Linked DNA regions of Canis lupus: region 1 is linked to region 2. Evidence: chromatin contacts called from public Hi-C data. All regions are on one chromosome and are shown on one strand. Each heading gives the region's core, a stretch centred on a gene start, on an enhancer-like site or on the middle of the called end of the contact. The rest is flanking DNA. Distances are from core to core; before and after follow the strand shown.

The links. A called contact is a pair of places that touch in the nucleus more often than the background predicts.
Region 1: a Hi-C map of blood shows a contact between it and region 2, with 2.5 times the contacts expected there. The contact joins the promoter of PI4KA here to the promoter of SMPD4 in region 2. A contact is called at or near these places in 2 of 9 Hi-C or Micro-C datasets (both in blood).

The regions. Positions count from the first base shown.
Region 1 is chr26:30,796,750-30,800,630 of UU_Cfam_GSD_1.0, reverse strand. It overlaps PI4KA (phosphatidylinositol 4-kinase alpha), which reads right to left and starts at 1,643. Exons shown (of 57, transcript XM_038575976.1): 1 at 1,473-1,643. The coding sequence starts at 1,631. SNAP29 (synaptosomal-associated protein 29) reads left to right here and starts at 1,931. Exons shown (of 5, transcript XM_038575974.1): 1 at 1,931-2,345. The coding sequence starts at 2,109.
Region 2 is chr26:30,584,751-30,588,860 of UU_Cfam_GSD_1.0, reverse strand. SMPD4 (sphingomyelin phosphodiesterase 4) reads left to right here and starts at 1,437. Exons shown (of 19, transcript XM_038575947.1): 1 at 1,437-1,607. The coding sequence starts at 1,533. It overlaps MZT2B (mitotic-spindle organizing protein 2B), which reads right to left and starts at 282. Exons shown (of 3, transcript XM_038575956.1): 1 at 81-282. The coding sequence starts at 244.

The sequences.
Region 1 (3,881 bases), core at 394-2,893, 210 kb before region 2:
CCAGAAAGCTGCATCGGAAAAAAACAAAAAACAAAAAACATCGCATAGGGTGTCTCGGTGACACAGCTGATCCAGCAGCCAGCTCTTGGTTTCAGCTGGGGTCCTGATCTCAGGGTCATGAAATCCAGCCCAGCTCTGAAGTCCGCAGTCCACCTAAAACTCTCTAACCTTCTCCCTCTACCCCTCCAGATCATGCATATGCTCTCTCTCTCCCTCTCTCTAATAAATAAATCTTAATTTTATTTTTTTTAAGATTTTATTTATGTATTCATGAGAGAGAGAGAGAGAGAGAGAGGCAGAGACACAGGCAGAGGGAGAAGCAGGCTCCATGCAGGGAGCCTGATGTGGGACTCGATCCCGTGACTCCAGGACCACCTCCTGGGCCAAAGGCGGCGCTAAACCGCCAAGCCACCCAGGGATCCCCTAAATCTTAATTTTAAAAAAGAGAAAGGAAAAAATGAATACCACCCCTTCAGTCCTAACACCCCATAATTAATCTCATCACAGGTTGGTTGGGGAGGAAAGCTGATGTTTACTGCTCACCCACTCTACGGAAGGCCCTTTATGCTTGAATTCGTTTACTCCTCAAGAACCACTGCATTTCACCCATAAGGAAACAGGCTCTCAGAGTTGAAATAACTTGCCCAAGTTATATTATGGGAGGACCAAGAGAGAAAGTGCGGGGAACAAACAGGTCTGACTCTAAAATCTGGGTTCTTTCCACCAGTGGAGGCACACCTTTGAGTTTCCTTTCACCTTTCTCCCGAGGCAAAGAAAGTCCCCCCGGCATCAATTCGCCTTCCTCCTCTGAAGCAATCCTGAATTCAATCCTCTGCCCGCTGACACTTCATTCCTCCTCGCTGCCACCATCCCTCTTCAAAACACCATCTCCTACCAGTCTAATGCCCCCTCTAGACTCACAGAAAGACAACGCGCCGATCTGCATTTCAGAAGCTCTTTCAGATGTACTGTTTCATCCTCCCTTCACAGCAGCGTGAGGCGGGCAAAGCAGGTAAGCACCCCCCTCCTCGCCCCCCACCCCCCTTTACGAGAACAGCATCTCTCCAAGGTCACGGAATAAGCAGCAGAGGAAGTCGGGAGCTGAGCCCCTAGGGTTCGACTCTGGTCCTTTGCTCTTCCCACAGCTTCTCCCTGCCTGCCGCCCCCGCCCCTGCGATGTCACAAGGTGCCTCCTTGGCTCAAACCCCGGCCTGTGGCTCAGGTCCCTCTCGCGCCACCGACCCGCCAAGTCCCCGTCTGCCCTGCGCACTCCTTGCCCAAACCACCCCGTTACCCACCTCTCTCTTCACCGGCGATCTCCACCCACGGGCCTCCTCACCACCCCCCGTCCTGTCACAGGCAGCTGGCGAGCCCTGTTCAGCCTCCCACAGACCCTCGCCCCGCCGATCACCCGCTTTGCCGCCCCGAACCCCCTTCTCCTGTCAGCCCGAGGCCCGGGCGGCCAAGGCTACCTTCTCCAAAGACGCCGGTCTCTGCACGGCCAGGGAGCGGGCCAACGACAGGACCGTGTTGAAGTAGAAGCCCCTCGAGGAGCTGGAGCCGGAGCTGGAGCCGCCGCCGCCGCCGGAGCTGCCGCCGCCCCCTCCCCGGGCCGCGGCAGCCGCCATCATCGCGCGCGCGGCGGCGCTGCCCGCGGGCTCCTCGCACCCGGCCTGCGAGCGCCACAGCCCACGGCGCAGGCGCGGCGGCATCCGCCTTCCCCGCCACGTGACCTCTGTTGTCGACACCGAGTGGGGCGTGGCCGCGGGGCGGTCCCACCGCGGGAGGGGAGAGAGAAGCCGAGCGGTCGGCCGCGGCCGCGCGCACGGGGCGTGGCCCCCCCCAAGCCGCCGGGCAAGATGGTCAGCTCCGGAGGCGGGGCTTCCCGCGCACGCCAGGCGGAAGGAGCTCGCTCCGCGACCTGGGCGGGTGGGGCGGGGGCGCGCGGCGCTGGACGGCGAGCGGCGGAACCGCGGGGCTGCCGCGCTGTGGGCGCTCCCCGAGGGTCCCGGGAGGACCGCCTGGACCCCTGCGGGCCCAGAAAGGCCGTTCCCCGCCTTGGCCGCACACCTCCTCCTCCTGCCCAGACCGAGACGAGCGCCGGCACCATGTCGGCCTACCCCAAGAGCTACAACCCGTTCGACGACGATGCGGAGGATGAGGGCGCCCGGCCGGCCCGGTGGAAGGACGACCGCGACGTCGCCGACGGGCCCTGCACGCCCGCGGACAGGCAGCAGTATCTGCGGCAGGAGGTGATGCGCGTGGCCCAGGCCACAGCCGCCAGCACCGAGAGGTCCCTGTCCCTCATGTACGAGTCCGAGAAGGTCGGCGTCGCGTCTTCCGAGGTGAGTCTGCAGCAGAACAGGGCGGCCCGGCCGCTCTGAATTGTCACACGCGCTCAAGGAACTTTAGTCGTACCAAGAGGTGGGTATCTTGAATACTCCAAAGAGGCAGTTTGCCCCCAGTAATCTTTCTTAGTTACAGCAGAGCTCGGGCTAGAGAGATTGAGCGTCAGGTTCTTTCATATAATTGCCTGCGCAGGATTCCAGATCCAGGGGTTTCACCATTACTCCTCGAGTGACCCAGAGTGGGTGCTGCTGTGGAAGGCGTCGGAGCAGATGAGCCTTAGGTCCTCCCCTAGCGCTGACCACTGCTCCGCCTCACCCGCAGAGGTGATGAGGTCTGTGGGCAGCTGCTCAGTAAGCCGTAGCGCAAGTGTGATCGAGGCTAGGGCCTTACATTTACTTAACCAAATCCAAAGGGAGATGTCCCAGACAGTGTGTGATCTGTGACTATCCGTTTCTCCACTTCACCTTTGTCAGTTCGTCTTTCCACCCGTGGGAGATTTCAGGGACCCTGAGTGAGAATGGTTCTTTCTTAGGCACCACATTTTTTCCTCAGCCTACTAATGAAATGGTTTGGTATGGGCATTTTTATTTAAGTTCTTAAAAATGTAATAGTAGGTTATCGATTAGCTCAGCTAACGTTAATCTACAGCATTTGTAGCTTTGAAACTTAGTGGAAGCTGAAGTGTTGTTTTCTTCCATGGGTCTCTTTGTAACTCTTTTCTCTGGCAGAGTTCTTTCTGACCTGATCACTTCCAGTCTTGGGCAGTTTGAATATGTGGATTAATTTCTCAAATAGTCACCTGGGTCATTTCCCCCCTTGCCACTTTCTTGGCTATTTTCCTTCTGCACCTCTCCTGTTACAGTATCCCTCATTGGCCCATTTTCCTGTCTTTGGCTTCCTTAAGGAAGTTTAGCTGTAGTTCTTAGAGCTCATATCTACTGGATTCCTGAATGGCAAGTGTTGATTAAGGTTTGGGAGGATTACCTAAGATCTTAGGGGAAGTAAGTAGTAGAGGAGTTACTGGAGTACTGGAGGGGTCCCAGGTCCAAGGAAGCCAAGTAAGAACTGTTTGAAGGGAAAAAAAAAAAGAACTGTTTGAAGGGACATCTCTGGAAACAGAACAGGGACGCCTCTGAGTGGCTCAGTGGTTGAGCGTCTGCCTTCGGCTCAGGGCGTGATCCTGGTATTGAGTCCCACATCGGGCTCCCCACAGGGAGCCTGCTTCTCCCTCTGCCTGTGTCTCTGCCTCTTTCTCTTTCTCTTTCCCTGTTTCTCTCATGAATAAATAAATAAAATCATAGAAAAAGAAACAGCAAATGAAATGGGAAATCAGAATGATAAAAGTAGGGTGTCATGGCCTAGGATAAACTCAAATCTGGCTTTTAAGGCTAAGATTTAGACAGGAGTGAGGAGAAGGGAAAGGAAGAAAGGTAAGAAGGTTGTTCATAGGGCAGAGAGGAGCAGTGCAAAGACACTGGCCCACCACCAGAGTTCCTGGGCTCCAGTGGGGAAGTGATGCACAGGATATGTTC
Region 2 (4,110 bases), core at 188-2,687:
GGGGGGCGCTGCAGACCAGAGGCCGGGGCGGGGGCGGGGCGGGGCGGGGAGGACGACGCGCACCCCCCGCGCGGGCTCACTTGAACACGTCGGGGTCGATGGCGCCGCCCGCCGCCTGCGCCAGCTCGTACAGCTCCATCTCCTCAGCGCTCAGCACCTTCTTCCGCCGCAGCGCGAGCTTCTGCAGGGCCGCCTCCAGCCCCGGGGGCGCTCCGGGCCCGGGCCCTGCGCCCGGCGCCGCCATGTACCGGACCCCGGGGAGGCGCGCGCCGCGCCCGCCGCTCCGCCGCCGCCGCCGCCGCCGCGCCCCGGCGCTCCCGCAGCGCCCCCTGCCGGCCCCGCCCGCCGTCCTCTCCCCGCCGCGCCCCGGCGCTCCCGCAGCGCCCCCTGCCGGCCCCGCCCGCAGTCCTCTCCCCGCCGCGCCCCGCTCCGCCGCTCCATCCGCAGACGTTTCCCTGCGGGGCGAGGAGGGGTAAAAGCAGGAAGATGCTCGTCTCTAGCCCGAAGGCTGAACGACAGCCTGCATAGCTTTGATAAAGATCAGATAAGGGCCGGTTGCTACATCCTCAAAGGTCTCCTGGCTGCCGGTACGTCTCACGGGTGGTCACTACCGAGCTGAATGATACGCACCAGAGAAACCTTGCGAAAGTAGTTTTAGAAGGAGAAATCCCAAGAAGACATTTGTGACCTAATAATCCCTGCACAGCCCCTCCGATAGAACCGCCAGCCTCATTCAGCACATGTGCAGCAGCTTCTGCCCACGGCTCCTCCTGTCCCTGTGCTACTTCGATGAACTTACTAAGTTGCACCAATAGTCTCAAGAATTCCTTCTCCGGGATCCCTGGGTGGCGCAGCGGTTTAGCGCCTGCATTTGGCCCAGGGCGTGATCCTGGAGACCCGAGATCGAATCCCACGTCGGGCTCCCGGTGCATGGAGCCTGCTTCTCCCTCTGCCTATGTCTCTGCCTCTCTCTCTCTCTCTCTCTCTGTGTGTGACTATCATAAATAAATAAAAATTAAAAAAAAAAAAAGAATTCCTTCTCCACGGTCGTCCTCAGTGATCCCACAACAGGGGTGTGTGTAGGGCGTGCGGGATCCTGTGGCACCGCGGAGACCCGTTTCTGGGCAAGCAGGGTCAGACGGCATTGGTCATTCTCCCTTGGGCAGCAGCACCCACGCAGTGCCTGGCATGTAGTAGGCGCTCGATAAATACCGGTCAGAAGAAAAGTCAGTCCTTGCGGGGTGTAATTATCCCGCGTCGTTTCCCCGATAGGGGGCGCGCCTCCAGGACCGTCTTGACAGCTTCTCTTTCCGCGCACGCGCGCTCCTTCCAGCTCCTACCGCCCGGGAACGCTGGGTTTTAAGAGCGACGGCTGCCCCCGCTGCGCACGCGCACGCGCACGCGCACTCGGAGGTGTAACCCTATGAACCCGGCCTCCGCTGTGCGCACGCGCCTTCTTAAGATAGCTGCGCGCGGAGCCCGCGGTGCGTTTCCCGCTGGGCCGGGGGAGGCGTGACGCCAAGCGCAGCTTGATGACGACATTTCGGCGCCGGGTAGCCGAATGGAGGTCTCCGTCCCTTCGGCGAGCGACTTTATGGGTCCCCCAGGTGAGTGGGGGGAGCCGCTTGCGGGCCGGCCGCCCCCAGGACCTCCGCCGAAGCATCTCACTTCCGGTTCGAGCCGCAGGCCTCGGGCCGGGCGTCGGGGTCCGTGCCCCGAGCCGGGCCGGCAGGCGGGGGAGCCAGGGGCTCGGCTGCGCGCTCATGCCCCCTTCCCGCGCGCCCCGCACACCCGGTCCTGGTGGGTGCTCGGCTAACGTCCGTTGAACGAGTTGGTGGGAGGAGAGATTCGGGTTAATTGCGCCGTGGGGGTGAATTCTCACCCGACTCCTCCCTGTGTGGGCCGGCCTTTCCGAGCCTCAGTTTCTTCATTTGTAATATGAAGATCCCGATGCTCCCTTCTCAGGGCAGTTGTGAGCTGCTAATGGGAGCATGCTCTGCTTCTGCTGCTCAGAGCGCAGCCAGAGGGAGGCCTTGGCCATAGTGTGATTGGCGTTGCGGCTCTGAGACCCCAAACAAGATCCGGAGCAGCCACTGACGAAAGTGGCTGTGAAGTGGCGGATGAAAGGAACCCTTGATACACAGTGGAGAAGGGTGTGTGATGGAGGAGCCTGGCTGCGGCTGGGTTAGAGGACAGGGCGCAGGAGACGCTGCCCGCCCTCCGAAAGATTCTTCTGGGCCTCAGGCCTTCGGCGGCTGCCAGTGCAGGCTGCCTCTGAGCAAGGAGGCCCTCGCACCTCAGCATGGCCAAAGCTCTGCCCTTGGAAACAGGCCAGGATCTTATGCTGTTCTGATCATTTTGCTTTGGTCATTTTAATCGCAGTGTTCTCCTGGTTCAGTACTGAGGCCTCTTAGGTCTTTAAAACTGGATTTGATAGCCAGTACTATTAAGAATTGGAAAAACCCAGGAGGTGTTTTTATTGCCAAGAGGCAGAGATGCACATCTCCTGTCAACTCCTCCACTGCCTCACAGCCTCCTTGCACTTGGTCTTTCCTCATCCACATACACTTCCATTTGCCGCCTCAGCGCCCTTACTCATGCTGTGGGCAGAGCAGTCTCAGGCTCCCTTTCTGTTCAGTCCACATCTGGATTATTTTCAGTTTCTGACCTAGGTGGGCAGAGAGATAGGAATCTAGAGAGTTGCTCCTAATTTTCTGATGGCTTCTTCAAAACCTCCCACGAAAGAAAAAAAAGAAAACAACCTCCCACGACTGAGCTTGCTCATCCCCTCCATTCATCCTCACAGAGCACAGGTGACATTCAGGAGACTTACCCACCTGTCTCTGTAGGAGTTGTCTTAGGAGGTCTGTGCATTAGAATCTTGGCCCTGCCATTTATTTATTTATTTTAAGATTTTATTTATTTATTCATTCATGAGAGACAGAGAGAGAAAGAGGCAGAGACACAGGCAGAGGGTGAAGCAGGCCCCATGCAGGGAGCCCGACGTGGGACTCCATCCCGGGTCTCCGGGATCACGCCCTGGGCTGAAGGTGGCTCTAAACCGCTGAGTCACCCGGGCTGCCCGGTCCTGCCATTTACCAGCTGAGTGAGGGCAAGTGATTTACCTCCTCTCTGCCTCTACTTCTTTATCTGTATTGACGTTGCAGGATTGTTGTGAGGATATATTTTTTTCTTTCTCTCTCTCTCTATTTTTTTAAAGATTTTATTTATTCAAGAGAGACACAGAGAGAGTGAGGTAGAGACACAGGCAGAGGGAGAAGCAGGCTCCATGCAGGGGATGTGGGACTCAGTGTGGGACTGGATCCTGGGACCCCAGGATCACACCCTGGGCTGAAGGCAGGCGCCAAACCTCTGAGCCACCCAGGGATCGATCGATCGATCGATCTTTCTTTCTTTCTTTCTTTCTTTTTCTTTCTTTCTTTCTTTCCGCTGAGCCACCCAGGGATCGAGCTTGCTTTCTTGCTTTCTTTCTTTCTTTTCTCTCTTTCTCTTTCTTTCTTTCTTTCTTTCTTTCTTTCTTTCTTTCTTTCTTTCTTTCTTTCTTTCTTTCTTTCTCTCCCTCTCTCTCTCTCTTTCTCTTTCTTTCTTTCCCTTCCTTCCTTCCTCCCTTCCTTTCTTCCTTCCTTCTTTAAATTTATTTTTTATTTTTTTAAAGATTTTATTTATTTATTTGAGACAGAGAGCAAGCACAGTAGGGAAGAGGGTCAGAGAGAGAGGGAGAAGCAGGCTCCCCACTGAGCAGGGAATCTCATGTGGGGCTTGATCCCAGGACCCTGAGATCATGACCTGAGCTGAAGGCAGACGCTTAATCAATTGAGCCAGTCAGGTGCCCCTCTTTCTTTCTTTCTTTTTTTTTTTTTTTTAAAGATTTTATTTATTCATTCATGAGAGACACAGGCAAAGGGAGAAGCAGGCTCCTTGCTGGGAGCCTAACACGGGACCTGATCCCATGACCCTGGGATCATGACCTGAGCCAAAGGCAAATGCTCAACCACTGAGCCACTCATGCACCTGGAGGATATATTTTCAGTTCTTCCTCAACAAACTTAGCAGCTTAAAACTGTATCCACTCTTATCTCACAGTTAAAT